Linked DNA regions of Nothobranchius furzeri: region 1 is linked to region 2. A link is a contact called in public Micro-C data. All regions are on one chromosome and are shown on one strand. Each heading gives the region's core, a stretch centred on a gene start, on an enhancer-like site or on the middle of the called end of the contact. The rest is flanking DNA. Distances are from core to core; before and after follow the strand shown. Region 1 has its middle 51 kb from the start of dlx4b. Region 2 has its middle 9.1 kb from the start of LOC139063487.

What was found. Hi-C and Micro-C count contacts between places; a contact is called where the count stands out from the background.
Region 1: a contact with region 2 is called in a Micro-C map of tail fin, with 15 times the contacts expected there. The contact joins two enhancer-like sites. A contact is called at or near these places in 2 of 2 Hi-C or Micro-C datasets (skeletal muscle and tail fin).

Annotation. Positions count from the first base shown.
Region 1 is chr16:30,490,785-30,496,192 of NfurGRZ-RIMD1, reverse strand. No RefSeq gene overlaps it. Among protein-coding and RNA genes, the nearest start is that of dlx4b, 51 kb to the left of the region's middle. Within about 2 kb of position 1,387, at least 2 of the 3 cell types and tissues checked have an H3K27ac peak or open chromatin away from gene starts, as enhancers often do. A contact at or near this core is called in tail fin, where this site is marked.
Region 2 is chr16:30,441,197-30,446,038 of NfurGRZ-RIMD1, reverse strand. No RefSeq gene overlaps it. Among protein-coding and RNA genes, the nearest start is that of LOC139063487, 9.1 kb to the right of the region's middle. Within about 2 kb of position 2,293, at least 1 of the 3 cell types and tissues checked has an H3K27ac peak or open chromatin away from gene starts, as enhancers often do. A contact at or near this core is called in tail fin, where this site is marked.

The DNA.
Region 1 (5,408 bases), core at 138-2,637, 51 kb before region 2:
AGCTTATAGATAAATTGTCCTAATTTTCTGCAGCTTGTGGAGTCACTTGCATAGCTCTTCCCTGGTTTTGTTTGGGATATGATAAATGACCTGCACTTGTATAGCACCTTTCAGAGTCAGAGGACTCCAAAGCGCTTTACACTACAGGCGTCACCGGTCTCTCCGACCACCACCAGTACGTAAGGTGGGTTAAGTGTCAAACGGAACTGGGATTGAACCTGCAGCCTTCCGATTACAGGACAACCTGCTCAACCACTTGAACTAATGCTTCCCCTGATATGACATGATGCATCATGGTGGTACAGTCCAAGTGCAAGCCATCAGCAATGACATCATATCAAATAAGTACTTCAGCTTCATTTTAAACCTCCGGAGCCAAATTCCACCAGGGTGAGTTCTCTTTTCCTTACATCTCCAGACTTTGCAGACATCTTGAGCTCAATGTTTGTTTATTTAATATCACTTTAGTTCTTTGCATCCTATTTCTCTTTAGCACTCTTCCTAAAGAGAGCAGATCTAAACCATTTAAAATTTTTACTTTGACATTATGCAAAAATTCCAAAGCCTAAAAACAAAGAGCCAGCTAATTAGTATACATTTTTGTCCTGTTATCTTTTCTTTTTTAGACCTCTCAGGACACGGGGAAGTGGTCACTTGCTGCAGTAAACACAAAGCTTTTGTTTGTGGGAATCAGCCTCAGGTGCAGTTGACCTCTGACCTGTAAGCCTGCAGGTTGAACAAAGGGCCATTAAGGGGAGCTTGGCAGCGTGCGTGAGACAGAACAGTTTACAAAGGGTTTAAATATTTTTATAGGTGTTATGTCATATATTATGCATGTAGTGACTCTAAATCAAAACAAATTCATAAATTGGACAAATACTTTGTTTTAGACAAAATGATCAATTCACTGGGAGTTTTAAGGACATCCATCCATCAAACGAGCGCAGACAGCTGCTATCAACGCTTGTGAATCCAGAGCAGGTCACTCTATCAGCAGTGATCATCTGACCACTAAAACAATGTTCCCTTGGAAGTATCTTCTTGTTGTCTTATCGCTGTTAGAAAAGAAGAGACAGGGCCTTTCTCCTCCGAGCCTGAGCTGGTGAAAGGTAGGTCCTTCAGACCCAGAAGCTACACGCAGAGCTTTCAGTCACTCATAAGGGAGCAAAACAGTCAAAGGTAGTTTGTGGGGCTGCATGCATGCTGACTGTATTTACATCTGGATCGGACAGGTTGGAGTAAAAAATAAAATATTAGGATTTCACTACTTCGTTGTTAACGGTGACATGAATCCAGCCTGTGGAGGACATGCTGTACAATCTAAGCATGAAACTACAGATGAGCCCTCCTCCCACCTCCATCTTCATCTCCACTCTGGCTCAACACTGCCACCCAGTGTTCACACTAGGTGAGGTTACACGGTTTGCTGGGTTCTGGGCAATAAAAGTAGGTAGAGAACATGACGTCACAGTCAAGGAAATGCATAGGATGGTCGGGAATTTTCCAAAGCGCCCTGGAGGGAGTACATCCAGACCCTAAACGGTCTTCACATAATGAGCAAACACAGACGAGGTTTGAAACAGCTATAAAATCAAATCAAAATATTAATAAACGTTCTGCATTCTAGCATGTGAGTCCCTAAAAATCTAATTTGTGCTGCTGTTGTCTGTTTGTAGAAACTTGTGTGAGTTTCTGGTGTGATTTGGAAGACTGAAGAGCACTTCTCAAGGGGATTCAAGCTGCTCATTACATTCCCAAAACTGTTCAACCAATCAACCAACCTATCATGATGACATTTCTTACAAAATTGTTAAAAAATATATATTTTGGGGGGGGGGGGGGGGGGGGGGGGGCATTTTTTTCTTACAGCTTTCTTCTGTAACGTTTCCCCCTCAGGGAAACATCTTTGTCACTGTTATCATTTTCCTGTTTTGGCCCGAAGCATGTTGCAGTCTCCAGAAAACTCTCCATAACACCACCTGTCAATCTCAGTGGGGTTCCTTTACACAATCCTAAAGAACCCCGACCCAGATTAGCGATAGAACCATGAGGCAGCAGCTCAGTGGCCTAAAGTTTTCTGTTTGTTTGAGAATTTCCAAACTGAGCTGCAGACCCTTTAACACACCTTATTAGCGTGTGTTGAGACTCAATTGAAGAAGCCATTCGAGCAGCTTGATCCTCGACTGCGCTACACCATGTAGAGATTACTGGTGTTGGTTTTCTTTCCACTGTGCAAGAAGAACCAAGGTCCCGCTTCGCTGCACCCGAGAATTTGTATGTATGCAACAATGGTGGAAACCTGATCATATTCAATAATTCATGACCATACAGAAACCCCTTCAACTCCATCCATTAGTTCCTCTAACACCTCTGGCCTAGCAGTACTTTGTAAGTTCTTGAAAACAAGAGAGCGTGTCTTTTTCAACCCCCCACCCCCACCCCCACCCCACCACCACCACCACCACCACCACCATCCACTGCCACCATGAATGGCAGTGCTCTGCTGCACTGACGGTGACTGATGTTCAGCAATTTCTTTATCCACTTGCCGCTTTCTTTACTTTCCGGCCAAGCAGAGTTTATCTGGAGATGGCTTCTCAGTGCAAAAACTGACTTTCAAGGAAGTAAAAAGGCATTGTTTTTAGATATTTTGTCTTAGTCATTGTATAACATGAAAAAAGTTCTACTTATAATAAGGTAAATATTCTTTAACCCTCTGATGCATGAATTATGAGATCTTCAATCATGATTTTTTAAACAATTTTTTTCACTCATCTTTAGGTGTGAAATTTCAACAAATATTTTTGTAATATTTTGTTAATTTACTAATAATTTATTACATGTCCATCTCAGTGGACAGCGTGCATTCTGAACATGAAATATGTTGGCTTGACTTACTGAAGTCCAAATGGAGGGGTTCAAATGCAATAAAGTCTTCAACAGCTGTGCTTAATAGCAAAAATAAAGAAATAACAATTTTGAGTACCTCTCCACTGTACTGACCATTATGCATCAAAGGGTTAATATGATTACATTCTCTTGTTTTAAGAAAAAATCAGCTAGTAAAAGCATTCTCAGTAACAAATGAATTGGACCGTCTACATTATGCTGAACCCACCCACGGGAAATATTACACTATGTCTGCAAAATTATTAATAGTTTGACAAATAAAACCCATTTTGTACACTTTAACATATAACATTCAGAAAACAACTAAAAAAAGGATCATTTGAATTCTCTTTGGGGAAATGATCTGACCAGACTGACAAGCTAACAGCTCGTTTGAGCATATCCACACGTGAGTTTAGTGGGTCAGGATTACTAGGCTTATTCATTCATTGTAAATTATGCTAATGCATCACTACTAACACGCTAACAGCAACACAACCCCTCCACTAGGTAACAATTGTAATGTTGATGTGCTATCTCCAGAAATAATTTTGCGTTCCAGTCTTCCTCGGAACTCTGAATTTCCAAGCAGGAAATGACAGAAAGGGCTTGTTTTGTGTTACAGCTTCCAAACTGGAAAAAATGGATGCTTCTAGTGTTGTTGAGTACTAAGCCATGTATTCTCCGCATCTAAATAATAGTGACACACACACCCTTCGACAGTTGCCAAATACAACCAGTAAAAAAAATTACACATCAAATGTAAACATATAAATGTGGCCAGGTGGAGGAACGAGGACCCGAGCAAGATCCAATCCCCAGACTCCCAGGTGAAAGTCATGCGCCAAAGTCAGCCAAAGGGACATCCCCTTGGCCAAGTAGCCAGGGCGCATGATCAATCGGGATACAGTGACACTCACCCTGTCACATCAACGCCAGAAAATATAAAAACCATAAACACCTGTCAATTTTGGTGGCAATATTAATTTTTTCAACAACGTAACTATGGATAACAACTATTAACAACTTACCAGTGCTGTTAAATAGCAAAAGAAAAAAAAAACAGAATATAAAATGCAACACATTCTCACATTGGTAGCAGCTGAAACTGACGAAGGGTGACCAAGCGGGAGGCAACGTGCTGCGCCAGAGCATCGCTTTCCGACACCCGAGGTAAAACGGAAGTTTTACCAACATTTTACCTCTAGCCTTTAGCAATTTAACCTTCCCCTCTCCCCCATCCTAACCTTAACCCAATTTCTCTTTCTACATGTCCCATTAACCATGTTTGAGAGGAATGATACAACAAGAAACAAAAGTTTTGCATGTGCAAGTGGGTTAAGGTTAGGATGGGGTTGAGGGGAAGTTTAAATGGCAATAGGGTAAAGGTCACAATTCGCTAAAATTTCCGCTTTACCGCGGGCGTTGAAAAGCGCTAAACAAAGGCTTGATCACCCTTTGCCAGTGTCAGCTGCTTCGGGTGTGAGAATGTGTCGATAAAGGAGAAAAAATAAAGACAACTACTTCCTGGTAGCACTAAGCGCAGCCATCTTTAAACTTTTTGATCTCGGGGTCCTCTGAAATCTACGAGCTCGCACCTCCTAATTCTGAGTTCATTGCATCATTTCAGGCTAACTTATCTTGGAGAAGCAAGTTCCGAGGACAAATGGAACGCACCATAAGACAAGCCCAAATGTGCTTAACAGTGTTGTGGAGTTGCTATTGCTAATGGTTAGCTTCTAGCTGTGACGCCCTCTGTTCTCTCCTGGCTTCAAAACCAACACAGCCTTCCTGTGGGTGGTAACAAGCCGAGGTGGGTGAGTACATGGATACAGACAGTGATGTGCCTGAATGAGCTCACCAAACGATCGTTCGTGAGCTCTCATATATTTTGTGAACGTGAATTGAATTTGCTCGTATTTACTTTTAGAACTAAAGCTGTAGCTAAAACAACATTTTAACCATAGACACTAAAGAGTAGACCCCACAATGTATGCTGTTAACAGACCGTAAGGTGCGTTCCTTCTACCTTAAAAGAAAATACAACTAGATGTAACATTGATTTTAGATCCACCCTTGCAAGTTAGTCTTGTAAAATAAACACATTCTCTCCACAGTTACTGTTGTTGTTATGAGGAGCTGCCATATTAAACCTCCTTTCCTTGACTTCTCTTCCGACTATCAAATACAAATGGAATGTACCATTACTGTAATATGGGGGAAACATCAAATCTGGGAACAAACACTATTCACATGGTCGCACTGGTAATGTTTTTATTTATTTATTTAGTTTTGTTTGTTACCTAATCATTTGGGGCTGATTGTTATACTTTATGACACAAGGTCTATAACTTTCCATTTTCTCCGCAACCAAAACAGAAAATGAATTCAAAAATTGAAAAGTTTCAGTGTTTTTGCTCTTTGAAAATTGCACTTTGAGGCACATCATATGTTTCCTACCTCCGCCTGGTTCCTCCTTTAGATTGTTTAATTCCTCTTTTTAAAAATATACTGAAACT
Region 2 (4,842 bases), core at 1,044-3,543:
AGCACTTCAGAGGGAAAAAGACAAAACAACAATTATATCATCCACTGTTTTAATAAACCTTACATGGACATCACTCTTATGTGTGGATTTTCAATCTGAACACACATGCTGTGTTAACAGTTGTCAGAGTTACCACAATTACTGGTTCTCCTTTTGGAAATACCATTCATGTCAAGATCCATATTATAGTTATGACTGGGAATGCTGGATTACTCTGAAAGCTCTAAAATGGTTAATCTGGTGGGAAAAAAATAAAATATGAGTATGTTTGCTACTCAAAATTGTGGTTTGATTGTTTTAAATATGAAACTAAGATGAAATGTTTAATTTTATTTTACTGCTTTTCTAGCATCTTTTGTATTTGTTTATTTGCATGGGAAAGTGCATGGATGTACAATGTTGCCATAAATACACCAATTTTTGTGAAATGCTAATTTCAAATTGTAGTCCCATCAAACAAGCAAAACCAACTCAAATAATTCACTACAAACAACTAATAAAATCATTATAAAGCCTGTAAAAGTGACAGTATCTTTTAAAATGTTTTCAAAATATCATAAATTACCGCTAAGCCTTAGACTTTTTTTTTCTCAGCCATGCTTCACATATCTGTTTTTATGGTGTTTATTTAGCAGAATAATTATAATTTTCACCTTAAAGACTAAAACTCTGCAGTAGAGCGCAGCAGCAATGGTCTGTCTCAGCGTCAAATGAACAAGTGAGAATCTTTTACTTTCTAATTGAGAAAAAGCACAAATAAAGTTTTATTTTTAGCGCTTTCAAGCATCAGTCTTCTCGTCCCAAGGTGAAATTAAAGTTCACAAAAGAAGAGCATTAACTATGAATGGGCTGGTCAGTCCACAATCAGGAGAAATTCTAATTAGAAACACTAGTTGAGCAGCGTGGGGCCGTTTTTATGTGTTGATATTCGGGATGAGATCCTCTCTTCTCCACACTGAATTAGCATCATGGGAAATGTTGAGTATATTCTGAATGTTGGCTGTTTTTTATTTAACAGGTGGGCTCCTTATGGATATATATGGACAAACAATATGGGTGCCAACAGGGTTTGTCCGCAGGTTCCATGATGGCTCCACAGGGATTTTACTCACATTGATTTTTGTCCATCAGATGGTTCCAGACGGTATGACTCATACATGTGTGGGCAAATCCCTGTAGGGCCACCATAGAAGCCACGGACAGACCCTGTTGGCATCCATACGGGGTGCCCATATATATCCATAAGGGGCCCAGCTATGCATGCTGGCTGGGAGTCTATGCTGGAACGATTGATTATCATCATTTTACTCTAATGCTGTAGCTGCACGTATGATACAAACTCAATGGCTATCAGTGACAAATTCTCCAATTTGATGGAAGTGAAAGGATTATTCATTCAGTCACTCATAAAGCTCATGATTCCATATTTAGATCTGTGGTGGCTTTTGTGAAGAATAAGTAAGTAAGGCTCGGGGTGGCATGGTGGCACTGTTGCTTTGCAGCGAGAGGAAAGCTAGCTTGCCTGAAAAGCCACATTATTCAACCACAGCTGGTGTTTATTGACTGTAGGTGTTGGTTGTTACCCAGTTTGTGTAGTTAAATATTAGTTGTTGTAATATTAACTTCCTGCAAACTAAAGCTTCCAGTTTAGCTTCATGATGTCCTCTCATATAAGTCAGCTGTGGGTGATTTTTCATTCTGCAGGTTTGTTGTCATTTAGAAAAATAACACTTGAGAGTTTGGTTTTTAATAAAAGGACAGCTATTTTGTTCTGTTTTTGTGAAGAACAAATATAGATTAGTTTTGTTTTCACTGGTAGCAAAATGTCTTGAAAGCACTCGTCCCATAAAGCCATGTATAAGAGCAAACCACTCGCAACATTAACATAGCTCTTGTACTTTTGATTATGTTATTCCTGTTTAAATTAATAGAAACAGGAAGTAAAATAACGCATTTATTGCATATTACTGATGATACACACTGATGCGGTACATTTATACATCCAACATGAACAGTGTCGCATTTGATGTATCAAATCCAGGAAAAAAATACATCTAAATGAAGAAAAGTTATTTATAAAATCATATTATATCTATTTTTTTAAAGAACACACGACTGACTAAATGGACCTCTGTTCTTTAGAGGAACGGGTGTTACAAGGAAGTGTGATATATTTACCTGTCCTGTGAAAAACCTGTAAACTAATTTTTACAGTGTTCTTGGCCTGCATACCTGACTGATAATTCATATTTAGTAATTGGTTGTGATTAGAACCAAGCACACAGAGTTACTTGTGATGCTACTTAATGACTGCACCAATTAGAACACACAATTGTTTCAAAGCTACGCAGAAGCTGTTTAGAACTTCCTAGGAAAGAATGTTGTTATTTCAGGAAAGTCCGGTGAATTACCTGACCTCACCTTTCAAAATAAAACATGCCAGGGTGTGTGTGTGTGGGGTGTGTTTGCAGGTGGTGGACTGCTTCATCAGCTCCTTACTTTCAGAGAAAGACGCGGCCAACGAGCTTTTTCACGCACCTGCAGTTTCTGAGCTGTAGTGGTGACTCGAACATCTCGGGCTGCTTGTGGCTCAGCCAGTCCCATGACAACAGCCAGTCTCTGGGATCTGCTGAGACAGGACGGCCACAGTACCAGCCTGAAGCCCCCAGTCTGAGCATGCAAAGGCAGACAGCAGTATTTCATTCTGAGAGAGCCTTGGGGAGTCCAATTTATGCCTTTCTCTGGAGAAACCACACTAAAGTACCACAGGGAACCAAACGGGGAAAACAACTTGAGGAACAAGAGACTTCGGAGAAATTCAGGCAAAGTGTAATCGTAAAACTTTGCTGTGTGGATTAGGTCTGTCACAAAACTCTAAAAGGACAATTTTTATTTTACAGTTTGTGGGGGGAAAAAAACTAACATTAAGCTGTTGATCTTGTAGGTGCAAACGTATTACACAAAATATGATTTCTAAACTAATGTATAATACAAAAGTCGTCCAGGATTGTTAATAAAGCTCAGTGCAGATATAATAAATGTGTCCAAAGGTGTTAAGAGGAGAGCCAGATCCAAAACAAGCATCTATAAACAACTCCAGTCTCAGAAAAGTTGTGGTTTCTGTAATACATATTTTAAAAACATTTTGCAATGTGATTAAATTTGCATTACATGATTTTACACTGAATGAAGTAATGAAAAACATGAAAGCAGACCGAGTAGCAGCACCTAAAACCTTCAGGACAACCTGAAGCCTGGAGATGGTGAAGATGTTTAATAAAAAAGTGTTTTGTGACGATCAGGAAGAACATTTTGGTCCAAATGGATTAGCTGTTAGCTCATCAAAATAATCAGAACTTTTTACAGATCTCGGAATAACTGAACTATCATCTAAACTCAGCAACAAAGTGTGTATGTTGATTTGGTTTATTTCTGTAAAAACGAAATGGAGCAAATCTGTTTTGTTTGCATTTTTACAAGTGCGTACCTCATAAGTACTTATGTCGTCGTGCTAAGATACCATAAGAGGAGAAAATCAGTTTTTTCATGATGTGTTAAAAAGCATTTTGAAACTTTTACCAAAAGTCCTCCAATGTGTTCTGAATTTCTCTATCGTAGCCTGTGGCTTTGCTAATTTATCATTTCACCACAAACATGTTTTCAACTACAAATGGGGAGGATTGAGTTCGACTTTAACAACAAATAAACACATATGTTTGAGGTGGTAAAGTATTGCATGTTGGCACAAAAAAATCAACTAAAGCAGACCACAAAAATTAACCACAATTCACTCCATGTGTGACACTGCTGAAAACAAAACATGCACATTTCTTTATTTAACTTTTGAATGTGCTAGTTAAGCAGAAAGACCAACTTAAATAAATGAGACCAAATTCACCAAGCAGATTTTAGTTTTCATTTGTTAAGCAACACTGCCACCTCCTGCAAGGATGCTAACATAGCAGCAACTCTCACAGAGCAAGGGTTAAAGCCAGAATGAGTTTCCAGCCTCTTTAGGTTCTGGCCACGCATTATCTTTATAAGGGGATTCCCATAATCCCACAGTGGGAAAAAAGCAGCCAAAAACACGTATCTCCTCACCTGAGAAGGAAAACCTTGTTCCTTTAAATTAACTCAGTTGTGTTTCAGTTTAGAGCCCTCCTACAAAGTTAAAATTGACTATTGAAGTTGAGTTGAATCGGACCAAATCATGTCAAATGAGACATGAACATGAACGTTGCTTCATGGTACCATCATATAAACGGAAAGGAACTATCCATCCATCATCCATCCATCCATTTTCTTCCGCTTATCCGGAGTTGGGTATTGGGGGCAGCAGCCTAAGTGGAGAGGCCCAGAATTCCCTCTCCCCAGCCACTTGGGCCAGCTCTTCCGAGGGAATCCCAAGGCGTTCCCTGGCCAGGTGAGAGACATACGTACTCTGTTGGTGTGACAGTAAAGGGAAAATAGAATTTAGGCCTCCTCCCGGTTGGATGTGCCTGATAAATCTCACTAGGAAGGCATCCAGGAGGCATCCTAACCAAATGCCCAAGCCTCCTCAAGTGGCTCCTCTTGATGTGGAGGAGCAGCAGGTCTACTCCTAGCCCCTCCTGGATGACCGAGTTTCTCACCATATCGCTAAGGGAGAGCCCAGACACCCTGTGGAGAAAACTCATTTGAGCCGCTTGTATCCGTGATCTCATGTTTTGCTTGTGACCATACAGTAAGTGAGGGTAGAAATGTAGATCAAACCGTAAATCAAGAGCTTTGCCTTCTGGCTCAGCTCTCTCTTCAGCACGACAGACCGGTACAACGCCCGCATCACTGCAGATGCAGCACCGA